Linked DNA regions of Cyprinus carpio: region 1 is linked to region 2. The links are chromatin contacts, called in public Hi-C maps. All regions are on one chromosome and are shown on one strand. Each heading gives the region's core, a stretch centred on a gene start, on an enhancer-like site or on the middle of the called end of the contact. The rest is flanking DNA. Distances are from core to core; before and after follow the strand shown.

Region 1 (6,970 bases), core at 2,509-5,008, 210 kb after region 2:
CATTATCTGTAGAGAAAGAACTAATGGACTAATGAACTAAAAACAAACTCACAGATGAAAGTGAATGTTTGGTTTGGTTTGTTTTTTTGGCAATTTGTTTTGTTGTTTTTATACTTATAAAATATATAGTCTGTCAGAGCTTTGGTGTTTTATACAATTTAATGTTATGTGAAACAAGAGGGAAGCATTGCATATGCTACTTTGTCATCACATGGCATTGTGCTGAATGGTTGTTTTGCTTTATCATTCCCATATTTTAGCCATCCATCTGTTTCATCCCTCAAACTAGAAATAGAATGTGCATTGCATCATGGGATACTGCAGTACAAACAGTGTGTCCTACAAATGTAGTAGCCCTAGTAAAAAAATAAATATACTATAATGTATTTAAAATAAATTTTTCATGCTAAGTATACCACAAATACATTTACATATTTATGTACTTAATAAAAATACCCTGCAATACTTTTTGGCATACTAAACTGGTATACTAAAATTCTGCAAAATTGGAACAACTAATTTTGTACTTGCAATTTAATTATGAGGAAGTAGTGCCGAGGTCTAACTTGAAGTATTTGATTCTGCTCAAGTGGAACTATTGCAAGTATACTTCAGATACACTCTAGATAACTTGCATTTGACACCTGATATATTTCAGAGATCATATAATCCTCATAAATAGGGACACTGAAACACATTTTAGGTTTTATATTAGGAAATGTGCATTGTGCACAAATAAGTACTCCAAATAAAGTTTAATTAAAATTTTTATATCAGTAAGTCTCAAGTGATATGTCAGTAAATATGTTGCTAGATTTAAAATGTACTTAGTATGAAATACATGTATTTTAAATATATTACTTTTTTACTAGGGAGGTCACCCAGGTATTCTAGGCTTTCAGAAAACTTGAGTTCTGTGGGCAGCACACATACTATATAGTGCAGCAGCACCTCTCTCATATGTAATTTTGTTATCATGGACCAATAAACTAGAGTTCATGATGCATCTCATTATATACATTTAGACTTGTAGCTAGAAGCAATTTGATCCAAAGGCTATGCCAGTTTGCATGCTTCTAGATACGAAAACAGTGCGCTGGCAACAGTGAAGTATGTACTGTAAGTATGAAGTAAGGCAGAACAGCAGTCTTGTCAAAATTGTTTTGACACTGCATTTGAAAACAGTCATAAACTTGCTTAGTGCAGTGGATCCTGCACAGTATCATACCAAAGCACGCTATGTTTCCACATTAAAAAGCCACTGCAAATAGGATTGTAAAAAATATGATTTGAAACATAATATATATAGGATTACAAGAACTGAATGCAAAATGTAACTGACAAGAAAATATGATGCAATATTTTGATTTGTCTTTACAAAGAATATGTTTGTTTATTTTAATAACCCTGTTTTTTTATTTTATTTTTTTAAATCTTTTTTGCAGTGTTGAATGGCCTTAAGGTACACAAGGACAAAGAGCTTGCTTCAAGATCCAGAGGCAGAGAGTCGTCTGTGGGGAGAGATTGTAACAAGGGGTGTGACGCGTCTGGTGAGATCTCCCACACGCACACTGCGGCCATGGCCAAGAGCCACAACACCAACGGCCACAACTACAGACGAGCCGCAGAGGAGCTCCGCAAGCAGGTACAAGCCTTCACGTCCATCTCTGTGTCCGTATTAACAGGGATGGGATCATTTTGGAGTCATTTTGCACACTGAGAATTATACTGGATCTGATAGTTAGGAGGGAACATCCATCCCGATGCAGCTTACAGACAATCAGACCACCATCTCCATCGTGCCACAAAACTGATTAATCAAGTGAACATGAACCTCAGAGAACAGGGAAAGACGGATCACCTCAACTCATCAACCTCTCAGTTTCTCTCTTTTTTTTCTGTCTTTTTTTATGCCATTGACACTCTAATCTTGAGATTCTCTGCCTTGGGGTTGTAGAAGTTAAATACACACACACACACACACACACACACACACACACACACACACACACACACACACATATATATATATATATATATATATATATATATATATATATATATATATATATATATATATATATATATAAAACATGATCCAGAGGCAAATATTTTGTTATAAAAAAATCAAAGATGAAAATGATAGTTAGAAATGAGAATCTAATTACTCCATTCTCCCCATTTTAAGCCTCTATAACTTTCTTCTTTGTGTGAAATACAAAAGAAGATATTTTTAAAATGTTCTTGTGCAAATTGTACAAATCTTCTTGTACAAGACTTTTTTTTTATACAAAATGAGAAGTGTGGGCTTAGCTTGAGAACTGCTGTTTTAATCATTCTGATGAATCAGCTTGAAGCAGTGGCACCTGTGAGTGGCGGTTCAACAGTTTAACCGCAACGACTGACCCAACATTAAACCCTTGAGTCAGATAAAGCCTGTTATTATGCTGACACATATAAACACATTACCACTCATCTGCTATACTTAAAACAATAAACAACACAGATAGATGCAGCATAATCCACAATACTGTGAGAATCTATTAGACAGCTGTTGACCCTTTGTTGACTCTCTCTCTCTCTCTCTCTCTCTCTCTCTATAAAAGCTAATTTTCTGAAGGGTTTTCATATGTTGAAACGCTCTGGCATGAGCATGAGCCATGGCACGCGAGCTGAAAAAGGGTTTATACTTCATTGTTTAATTGGACTTTCATTTAATTTATTTTTTATGAGGGTTTGTGTAGAATAACTTGATCTGGGAAGAAGAGAGATCGCATGCTGCTCACAGCAGGTGCAGGATCAGTTTCAGCAGCATTATTATTGGACTGTATGTTAATTGTTATCCCGAGTTAAGGTCTATTTATTTGTTTCATTGTATCCATGGCAGTTATTGATGAGTCTTTTTGATATTTTGGCTTTGTCTTAAAGTTTTCTTGTTCTTTTTATGGGTGGGTACTTGGCTGTGTTTGTTTCCAAAGAGAAAGTAGATTGAACCCCCATTCAACCAACCAACAATTTTTTTTTTAAACATAAAACATAAAAAGGAAGCAAACTTACATATTTTTTCATTTAATTTTTTTATTCCTTTGTTTTATTTTGTATTATTTGCACCGCTAATGTGAGTTAAATTGAAATTGAAATCGAAAGAGACAGTTATAGAGCATTTGTTTAACACATAGGTAGACATGTACCATGTGTGTTGTGTGGGCTGCAGCTCTGCAGATGTTCTCAGTTAACTCTTTTGCTATGCTGCAGCTGGCCTATAGCAACACATGATGTCATCTGTCCTCCCTCATGCTCACGTGTGACCAAGATCCACTTCAGAGAGCTGGCCTGGCCTCTGTCTGTGTGTGTTCTCTTGTTTTTGTTCCTGGATGTTAAGTCAATTTAATCGCACGTCTTTGGCCAGCCGGCCTTTAACTATTCCATCCTTCCTTCCATTCTCTTTCCTTGCTTCCTTCCTTGTTTCCTCCAGCCTGCTCTCTGTTTCCCCTGGTTTCAAGAGGTTGCCCACTGGGGACAGTCCAGTAACCTGTGTTCTCTCGCCTACACAGTTTCTCTCTCTTGCTTCCACCTTTTCAGGCAGTCTAAATAATAGCTGGCAGCGTGCGGTAGGGCTCGTCTGCACCCTCGGGCAGTGTTCTGGGATCAGTGAGCCCTCTAGTGGTCTCGGCACTCATTACATCGTGCCAGACGTGGGATTTCTGCAGCGCAGTCGCCGCGCAAGCTCTACTCAGCATCCAGCACGTTATGCTGAGTGGGATTGTCATTACAATCACATTCTGCACTCTCAGAGCCCTGCAGATGGGATGGGGCGTGCCGTAGACCACTGACGTGTTATTTCAAAAGGGGGCGGGTGTGATGACGGGAGGCTACATAGACATGGCTGACATCATGCTACATTTACTTACTCTACCTGCAGAGAGCATCCATCATGCATGCCTCTGGGGCTGGAGTCTGTCGCTTTCTTTTATATTCTCCCCCTCTCCCTCCTGCCTTTTTTTTTTTTAAGCGCCGACAAGGGGAAGCCATTGATGAAGGAGGTCACATTTCAGTCCCCCTTATCTTTTAATAGCCTCTCTTTGTTGTTTGGCTGCACCTGATAGGAATACAATACAGCCGATGTCTTACTTCAAAAACCCTCCTCGTCTGTCTGTCAGCGAACCTCTGGCCCAGAGATCACCGCAGTTTGGACGCTGTTATTTAAATGCGTCCAGAGACTTTAAAGAGAGAGAAATAAAGTGGGGGGGGGTGTGAGAGGGTGTGGCACAACATGTAAAAAGGCCTGTTCACAGAGCGTGAATTCATCACAACAGGCTTCACACAAAAATAAGAACAGAGCAATTAAACCCCCAACCCCTTTATATCAGGTGTGAAAATTCACATTTTGACAAAAGCAGCTTTTTAATTGTGCAAGTCCTTGTTTTCTATTGTTTGGTGGAAATACTTGTCAATGCGAGTAAAAATGTGATTAAATGGCATTAACTTTATTAGGAACTGAAACATCATTCCTGCAGTACATGTTTCTATATTATGGAAGAGATAACAATTTAATTTATATCAAACCATCAACTTTTATCATCACTTTTTCTTAGCTGAAATGAGTTAGGAACCCAGAATAGGGCTATTGCCATTGTTGGTGGCCAGTTATACTATTATACACTATTCACCATAAAGAAAATTTTGCATACCTTGACTGCATCATTCATGTGCTATTGCATTGTTTTGATTAAAAGCTTATCAAGGACTTTAGGCCAAATGTCAGGACTTCAATAAGAGTCTTCTGATGTCAGGAAGCACATGGTGTTTATTTCACCTGGAGTTTTAGCCCACTAAAACCCTCCGGCTGCATCTTCTTTTCTTGGCTTTATTAGAACACACACATAGGAAATCAAATCCTGTCTGCCTTGCCAGAAAACCAGAGCCAAAGAAAACAATGTGAAGAGAGAAGTCGAGGCTGACTATGTTTGTAGCCTGGCATAGTCTAATTCCCATGGCGGCTGTTAAACAATGAGAGGCCGGGCGTAACCCAAGCTGCATCTGCTCTGCTGTGAAGTATATTGGGGGCCTCAGATCAGCTGAAAGCACAGCTCCTTTTATTTGGGGCATTAAAGCCAAATTTGAAGAACTTTAGTATACTGTGCCAACTGTGAATTGGTGCTTGAATGGGGTTTTATGATTAAACTTTACTTCTAAGGATAGTTTCGCAGCTGTTGGCACTGAATAAAAACATTTTTCTCTTTTTTTTTTCTTCTTTCCCTCTATCTGGTACACTTCCCCTCTGTCTTTCTTCCCTGCTGTTTCTTTGGTTTGGGGTTTTTGGATCTCTGTTGTGGTCTGTGTTATTGTGTGAGCCGAAACATGCACTGTGACTGACTCTGTATGCAAATACACACTAGAAACTTATTCTTTGGCGGCAAGATTGAGGGGACTCAATTCTCACAGTTCCTTAGTAAGTTGCATTGATCCAATTTATGTAACATGATGATATCTTCTGTTCACTTTAGGTCTCGAAAGTAAATGGACTCACACGGGCATCATCAGTCGGCAGGCATACGTCCGGTGCCAAAAAGTCGAAAGACTTCCGTCTGCCGTCCAAAACTGTGAAGTACACAGCCACCGTGACCAAGGGCCACGTCACCTACACCAAAGCAAAACGAGAACTGGTTAAGAAAGCCAAACTCAACCACAGCAAGCATGCTGCTTCTGCTGGCCTCCATGCTTACAGCAACAACCACCATCATCATTCTCATCATCCAACCAGCAACGGCCGTGGCCGGCCCCAGCTCTCTCACTCAGGAAAAGCCCAAAGTATCAATGCAAAAACCCGCAAACAGGTGCTATTATCGAACGGGGTGCATAAGATGACTAACGGGGGCCGGCCTAATGGCAGGCTTAATGGACGCCACAGTGCCAGGGAAGAGAAGGAAGATGGCCGGCAAGTGCGGCAGGGACTGCGGAACTCTAAACGCAGAAGTGATGCCATTACGATCCTTGGAGCTGGAACTGAGAGTGACGAGGTTAAAACTAAGCCGTCTGTTACTGAGGTTAAGAAAGCTAAACTGCAGACTAGCCCACTGGAAACTCGCAGCAAGAAGGCCCTGGGTCAGTTCAAGCCCCCCAACACCATCACTATTGCACACAGTATCACTGAAATGGCTGCCTCCCCTACTCAGAAAATGGGTCCTGCCCCTCCTCCGTCGCCCCCTGCTGCTCCCGCCTCCCCAACCATGCCCCAGAACCCCGCTACCCCTGAGCCAGCACGTCTGCGGCCCAAACGTGCCTCTGCTGGCAAACTGATGTTCATCAGACAAGCACAGCAGAGAACCCAAACTAACCCCGCCCTCAACCGGACCACATCCACTACCTCAGCCAGCAAATCCTTCAAACCAGCAGAGCCCACACACACGCCTCCACCACGGCCGGACAGAGACAGGGAACGGGAGAGGAAAAGGGCAGGGTGCGCAGCCTTGGGGGAGGTACCTGTTTTCAAGCCCACCTCCAGGGAGTTTCAGGACCCTTTGGTGTACCTCGACTCAGTTCGGGAACGGGCCGAGTCATCTGGACTGTGCAGAGTGTTGCCTCCTCCTGACTGGAGGCCAGAGTGCAAACTCAACGATGATATGCGCTTTGTGACACAGGTTCAACGCATCCACAAGCTGGGTCGCCGCTGGGGCCCCAATGTTCAGAAACTGGCCTGCATTAAGAAGCACCTCAAATCTCAGGGCATCTCAATGGACGAGCCACCGCTTATAGGTAAGTCCACTTAAAACTCTGATTACAGATGCTTTTGTTGGTATATGGACAGTGTGATATAGGTATATAGCGTGCCTAGAGGTCCACTGCCCTTCAGAATTTAGTGCAAACTTTCCTACCTGTAATTTTCTAGTAACTCTCAAGACCTTGATTGGCTTGCTCCAGTATTTTTCATTAGGATTGGCGCTAATCTTTGCATTATAGGGGCTAGTGC
Region 2 (7,302 bases), core at 3,290-5,789:
ATTAGCCAATGGCAACCTGTCATTAGCACACGAAATACAAATGTGAAGCAGCAGAAATACACTCGGAGGGTCTCTGGTGGCAGGTGTGTGATCAAGTTGACTACATGTGAAAATGTACTCAATGGTAGACACATATGCAAACATCCATCCCACCACCTAAGTGTGAGGATTTAACCCATTCATCATCTCCAGACGAATGTGGGAAACCAAACAGCTGATGGTACCCATTGACTTCCATTGGATTTTTCTCCATACTATGGAAGTCAACGGCTACCGTCAACTGTTTGGTTAACAACATTCTTTAAAACATCTTCCTTTGTGTTCAACAGCCGATAAAAAATTAATACAAGTTTGGTGAAAACTTGAGCATGAGTAAATGATGACATAACTATCCCTTCAACAGTAGTAATAACAATAACAACTGATAATTTACCTTCAAGTGCAAGTGCTCGTCTGATTGGTTGGGATTAGTGTTTGACTTTGACACATCTTGTGGTCTTATTACGTCTGGTGTCTACAGACAAACTCTCTGTGATCTTATCGTGTCTGGTTAGGACACAGTGCAAATCTGAATCCATGTTTAACAACTCAGTTGTCATCCATGTGCAAACTCAAGCCCAAAAACAATAACATGACCTCAAATCATTGAGAATACAAGTCTAAACAGAGCCCAACCTGCCCAATTTTTAACATCAAATCCTGAGTAATATGAGGACAGCAAAAAAAAAAAAACTTTATCAGTCCTCAAACACTGACAGGTTCAGACAAGTCAAAACAGTGCTATATACAGCTCTTTGTGTTAAATACTTCTGTGACATTAAACAGTACCCAAAACCCAATCTTATCAAATGTCAGTATAGCGTTCCAAAAAGTACATTTCCAACCGAGATCCAGCTAGGTCAGTGGAAAACAGCAGTGAAAGAGGAGTCGGGGGAGTGTTTCTGGAAGATGTACAAAGCCTTAGACACATCAGTGGGGTTTCTTTAGATATAAAGCACTGGGAGACAAAACCAGCTCCTTACGAAGGAACAGAAACCCCCTCACGCACTCTTATCACCAGCAGAGTTCCTCTCCAAACAAGCCTTTCCTGATTGTGATGTAAGGAACTGGGTGATGACATCATATGCGTGATACTGAGAGATCCATGACATCACAACGGTGATTCATAATGTTGACACAGATGTGGTTGATACACAATGTTCCAAACATCACGGTAGAACGATCTTAGATACCAGCTTTATCATCATTCTTGCCTCGCAGGTTGTGGTTTCACACATCCTTACATTAATGCTTTTGTTTTGGGGGCGAGTATTGGTTCTTTCAGGTTTCAGTGGGAAAGCGGGTTGATCTGCACCCCTTCTACATTCATATGGAGGTATCTGGCTCTTCCAAGAGAGGAGAAACGTAATGGGGGCGCTCTTGTCTTTACAGACCCCAAACAGTGGCTCCTTTCATTGACAACAGTAGCAGGGCTTTTTAGCCCCTGTTATGAATTAAGAGCACGGCTGAATAATAGAGGCCAATAATCAGACAATGGCAATGGAGTCTGGATCTGGGCACGTCGCCCACACATTCCAGCAATTAGGACCATCACATCCACAACCACATTATAAAAGTTTCTCTAGCCAATGTCTAGTCCAAAAGACAGCTGAGTTTTTTTCAGCCACTCTTGAATATAGAGTGAATAAAGTGACAGATGACTCAAATAGAAAAGCAGAGGCATGTAATGAATCATCCAGGTCCAATGGGTCCCAGTGACAGTGCTTTGACAGATACTGTCTCCATCAGCTTGGCTGGAACAGACGTATAGTCCACAGCACCATTAGCACGAGCGGTGACAGATATAGAGTTACTTCTATTTGTGAAGGGTTGGTTGAAGCTTTGTCAGGCATTTCCCCAGGCAAACTGAACAATTACTGTATATGAAAGGTCTCCACATTGAGTGATGATAAATCTATCATCATGATATAAATGAAACTCATGCTATTCTTCAAGAGAACTATTACAATAGAATGTCAGACACAAACAAGCTGAGTCTTTACTCATTTTCAAATAACATCTAAAGACTCATCTTTTTCGCCAGCACTTAACCAACTAATACTAGTACTTACCTTTTCTTTTCTTGTCTATCATATTCTTAAAAAAAAAAAAAACCTGGCTACGTGTTCTGTACTAGACTAACTGAGACTTGTCATGGCACTTGTATACCGTTGTTGTTTTCTTGTTGATCTGATTGCTTCTATTGTTCTCATTTGTAAGTCGCTTTGGATAAAAGCGTCTGCTAAATGATTAAATGTAAATGTAAACATGGATGGATGGTAGGGATGCAACGATATCATTTTTTCAGAACAGATCCGATCCGATACTGAAAATTATTATCATCCGCCAACAACCAAACAATAAAACACCAGCACAGTTTTATTTTTTTTTAAATCAATGTAGAATCTCTACACTTCTCTGTGTTGACCTGATCGTCACTTCTACATATAGACAACTTTATTTTAATGAAAAATAACAAATGAAAAAAAATATAATCATAATCTATGATAAAAATACTATTATAAACAAGGTTAGTGGATAATTCAGCAGCAAAAGAAAAATCACGGGTGCACAACAATTTGATAAAATCTTGTGAAATTTTTTATTTTTTTTTTGTTGCTATTTGTATTGTTGTAAAATACATTCATGAAAAAAAAAAAGTATATACATTTATATAGAAATATAAAAGAAATTTTATTTTAAATATATAGCACAGTAATAAAGGCAACAACATATGATAGATAGGACAGAACAAGAAAGACTATTAATAATCTTTGATTGCGCAGAAAATATTATAATACTAAAGGCTCCAATATATAGTGGCACAGAGTGCTTGTGATGCGCTCCCTAATGATGTGCTTGAAACAACACGGAGTCACAGTGTGCAGCCCTCCGAGTCCGCATAGAAAAGTTAGTACAAAGCGAAGAGAGATTGATACGTAGTGTATTAGATCTGTGTTAGTTTATTGAGCCTTTTCTTTGAACAGTTTTAAACCTCAGTTGCTTTCGCTCTCGAAGAGTTTCATGGTTTTGACTTTAGTAACCGAACACAACACTCAGTTTGATTTCTGAATGGAGCCGCAGCGGAAAGAAGAGATTATGTGAACTTGAATTTAATGTCTTCAGTATTCATCTGTACCCCACACTGGACTATGGAACAGCTTCAGGACACTTGAAATATAGTGCACGAAAACATTTTGGTGCTTTAGAATTTTTTTGCGCCTTTCGTGGGCATCAACAATAACACAGAATAGTATACACACAATATCGGATTTGGATCGGTCTCGTCTGACCGATATCCGCAGAAAGTGCCAATATCGGAGCCGATACCGATCCTGAGTATCGGATCGATGCATTCCTAATGGATGGATGGATGGATGACACAGATAGATAGACAGACAGATAGATAGATAGATAGATAGATAATCCCATTTCCCTATGAGATTAAAGTATCCATGTTAACCGCTGGTGTTTGTATGTACTTTTAGGTGAGTAATACAAGAAACAAAAGTTTAACTTTGTCCAACTGACACAATAATAGAGCCCATCCCAATGAATCAGCTCATGTTTGCTCTTGTCAAATGTGTAAATATGTCCGTGTGTTGTTTGGATACTATTTTCGGACAGCTGGAAATGAGGACAGTATTTAACCTGACCCGATGTGAAGATTATTACAAACATACAGAACTTCAGAGAGCAGAGGTCTCCCATCTGAGAGCCACATGCTGCAGCAGACTACACAAACACAGGACTGAGAGAGGACTGTGCTTGATAATCTACAGCTTTTTATTCTTTTGGAGAGGTAAAGCCATGAAAATTATAAACAGCATCCATTAATGTGACAGGTCAAGCGCCAAAACAGTTGTGCTGCCTGTAACTCATTTTACTGGAGAAGATGAAACCAAACGCAATTCTCAAAAGTAAAATAAACAGTTAAAAAGTGAAATAAAAATACATTTTAAAATGCTCGAAATTGAGTAAACTGTGCAAAGATCATATTAGTTCTTATATGGCATAATATGATTTGACATGGGCTAACCAAAGTTAGCCATTTCCTACTTTTCTCATCTAAAAATATACAGCATCGTGTAACTATGCAGCGAAACTATTCTCGTGAAATATTCTCAAGCATGCATCTCGCACAACTCACCTTGCTTTTCACTTCCACCGCGTTCATGTTCAAGCTGCGCAAAGACTGCGATTTATTATTAAAGCTCCGGTTCATTTCGCTCGCGTGAAACTTTTCAGCCCGTCCAGGATGATGGGCTCGATTTATAAGCCTGTCCCGTTAATGAGCGTCCGATCTTCGCTCTCAAAACGCGGAAAAGTTAGTCCTCGGAGGCTGTGTGACGGGGTTTCTTAACTCGCGGTCGCGCTGTGTCTCGCTCACTTCGCAAAACTTCTGCAGAAAAATTATGAGAAAGTCAAATCAGCGCCTCTCACTCGGGGGAGTGGGCTGAGGGTTCACAGATGACATCACCGCTCCCCCTCCGACGCGTCCATTGGTCCTACTATGGCGAAGGCTTGGCTTATGAATATTAAATACGTAACGTGACGCCATTACTGTAGAGCTAACTGATTGGCTGAAAACCGAACGTTAAGAAGTAGGCGGGGCGGAGTGTAAGGAACGTTCATTTAAACACAAAAACCTCATGGCATGTTTTTTTTTTTAAAAAATAGAAAATTAACATTTTAAAACTAAAACGAAAATTGCTCGTCATCCCCACCCATCCGTAGAAATGTAATAGGTAGTCAGGAGGAGGAGTTGTTTTCCCTTCAGAAAGTGGGGAGTCCTTTCAAATTCCTCTCCGAGGGCGTGGCTTATGAATTTTAATTAAACACGTCACGGGACGCTACTAAAAGGTTACCAAGCAACATTAGCACGACTTTATAAATATTCATGCGATAGTCCTTAGCCATAGTAGGATTTGTAAACATCGCCCAACTTGCTATCGCGTATCAACGTGGATTACAATATATTACATACAATATTACTCGTCTTTTAAGAAGCTGATGTTAATATTAAATTCATACCAGTGTTTACCAGGGAGTGTACACACGACAGCTGCTCTTCCCAGGACTGTTATTTTAGTGACTTCTCAGGGGGACATACCGCAGGCCAATAAAAAAGACATGTTTATGTTTGTCCGTGATCTCACAACTACCTAAAACATCCTGGGACTGAGAGTTCGCTATAAAAGTAGCACTGAAGACTGTACTCCGTAGATAAACTTTTAAAGCCTTTATCACTACCAATATAAAGTCGTGAGTAGATTTACTGATTTGCAGTTTAATCAGAGGAAACAGCCTATATCTGACAGAATCAGGAGGTCACTGAATGCTGTACTATGCGCGATCAGATGTTCGCTGGCGGTTCTCTCGTTGGCCTCTAGATGTCACTGTTGCACAATAAAACTGAGCCGCTGACTGAATGAAAGCGGGACAGACAGACGCTCTAGTTACACAGTAGCGGTTTGCTATTTATACTCCATTCCTACTGTGTTTCTGCGGGTCATTTTCTCTTATATGTACTTATATGTGCCACATATTGCATACTAATATATTCACTTTAGTAATAGCCTGTGTACTGTACCTTTCAGGTACTAATATGCACCCTTAGGTAGGTTATAAAAAGGTGTAATTTTTGAGAATGTATGGACCCCAGTGACAGCTTTTGTACCTTTTCTTTTTCTAAGATCGGTCATCTACTGTTATGGACCTTTTAGATTATTATGTCAGTGTCTTTTGTCTTATTTTTCATGTGATTTGTAAACTACTGAACTACTATTTTATGATGTCATTTAAAGAAACACACACACACACACACACACACACACAAATATATATATAAAATTATTTATTTAGTATATGTGTTGTGAATTTTTAGCTCATAAGGTGAAACCAAATTTTTTTTTTATTATTATTATTTATTAATTTTTTGCTATTGCGGCAGCAAATTATATTTGTTGTAGTTAGAAAATAGAGAATTTCCCAGCGATGATGACCTCCGCTTTTGAGAACCAGGGAAGTGGATATGTTTGTATGCATGTATTTATTTGTTTGTTTGTGTTCAAAAACAATGTACAGACAGTGACAGATGAACAATTATAAATGTAAAAAAGTATAAAAAATGATAAAAAAAAAAAAAAAAAAAAAAAAATATATATATATATATATATATATATATATATATATATTTTTTTTTTTTTTTTTTTTTTTTAATCAGTGACACATAATTCTCCAAAAAATACACATTCATAAATTTATTTTCTAAAGAATTCTAAAGAAAATGAATATTTGACTAGAGAAACAGATAAATTGTTTACAATACGATCTATTAATAAGATAAGGCAAATGTCCATTTCTTGCTGACTTTATTGTTACTGTAGATATCAGTCTGGTGTGAACAAGCCTTAACAAATGCTACGCAAAATGCACTATAATATTAGGCTACTATAGTCTATGAATACCATATTCAAAGTCATATGCCGTGATATGAGGGTGAGGAAACACTGACAGAATTAGTATTTTTGCACTAACGATTTCTTTAATGGCACCTACATTTAAAGTTTCCCTGTCGCTCCCTTCAGACTGAGGTTTGTTACTCCCACAGATGTAATGCAAAAACGTATATAAACTATATTTATCAGGACCGATGCAAACAAGGCATCTGTACCTGCATGCTCATGCAGTGTATTTTGTGACCTCTGCTTTGCTGCTGCAGGGCCCCAGAGGGCTGTGTTAAAACCCAGGCCAAACTAGAGGCCCGCATGCACTTTCATGTGTAACCCAAGACGCAAGCCAGAGATCAGAGGGAAAGGCTGTGATTGCCATGGCTGTCCCAGGATCAGTCACACTTGTCAGTGAGTAATGCTTATGAGAGCAGGGCTGATCTGGGATCTGCAGGCCATCTGTGTTGTGATCGTTCTCAGTGAGTGTTTAAACAAGGTTAAAGGGCTTCGGGCCCTGCGGTCATGCCTGTATGCAGCCACTAATAGGCATTTGCCGGACTCTGTAAACAGCGACAGGAAGCCTGTCATTAGGGATATCAGTGCTCAGGAGTTTGTTTCGAAGGCTTGCTCTCCATTATAGATTTTAGTGCCTGCAAATCCATGATAATGTGTTGTTACATTACTGGACTGTCAGTAGATAATGTTTGAGGGTTGAGTTTACAGCTTCTGGTTCACATATACAGAGGAATTAGTGTCATTTTGAGGTAGTTATTTTTTTTTTCACCTATAGATGAACCATGATTTAACCACC

Evidence for each region. A called contact is a pair of places that touch in the nucleus more often than the background predicts.
Region 1: a contact with region 2 is called in a Hi-C map of liver, with 8 times the contacts expected there. The contact joins the enhancer-like site here to the promoter of LOC109053408 in region 2. A contact is called at or near these places in 6 of 8 Hi-C or Micro-C datasets (liver, red blood cells and skeletal muscle).

What each region holds. Positions count from the first base shown.
Region 1 is chrB19:7,076,998-7,083,967 of ASM1834038v1, forward strand. The region is part of intron 14 of LOC109085447 (atrial natriuretic peptide receptor 1-like); the gene reads left to right. LOC109111454 (protein Jumonji) reads left to right here. Exons shown (of 18, transcript XM_042744765.1): 6 at 1,446-1,645; 7 at 5,508-6,756. Among protein-coding and RNA genes, the nearest start is that of LOC109112149, 59 kb to the right of the region's middle. Within about 2 kb of position 3,759, at least 1 of the 8 cell types and tissues checked has an H3K27ac peak or open chromatin away from gene starts, as enhancers often do.
Region 2 is chrB19:6,869,688-6,876,989 of ASM1834038v1, forward strand. LOC109053408 (partitioning defective 6 homolog gamma-like) reads right to left here and starts at 4,540. Exons shown (of 3, transcript XM_042744769.1): 1 at 4,190-4,540. The coding sequence starts at 4,264. All of the region lies in intron 14 of LOC109085447 (atrial natriuretic peptide receptor 1-like), which reads left to right.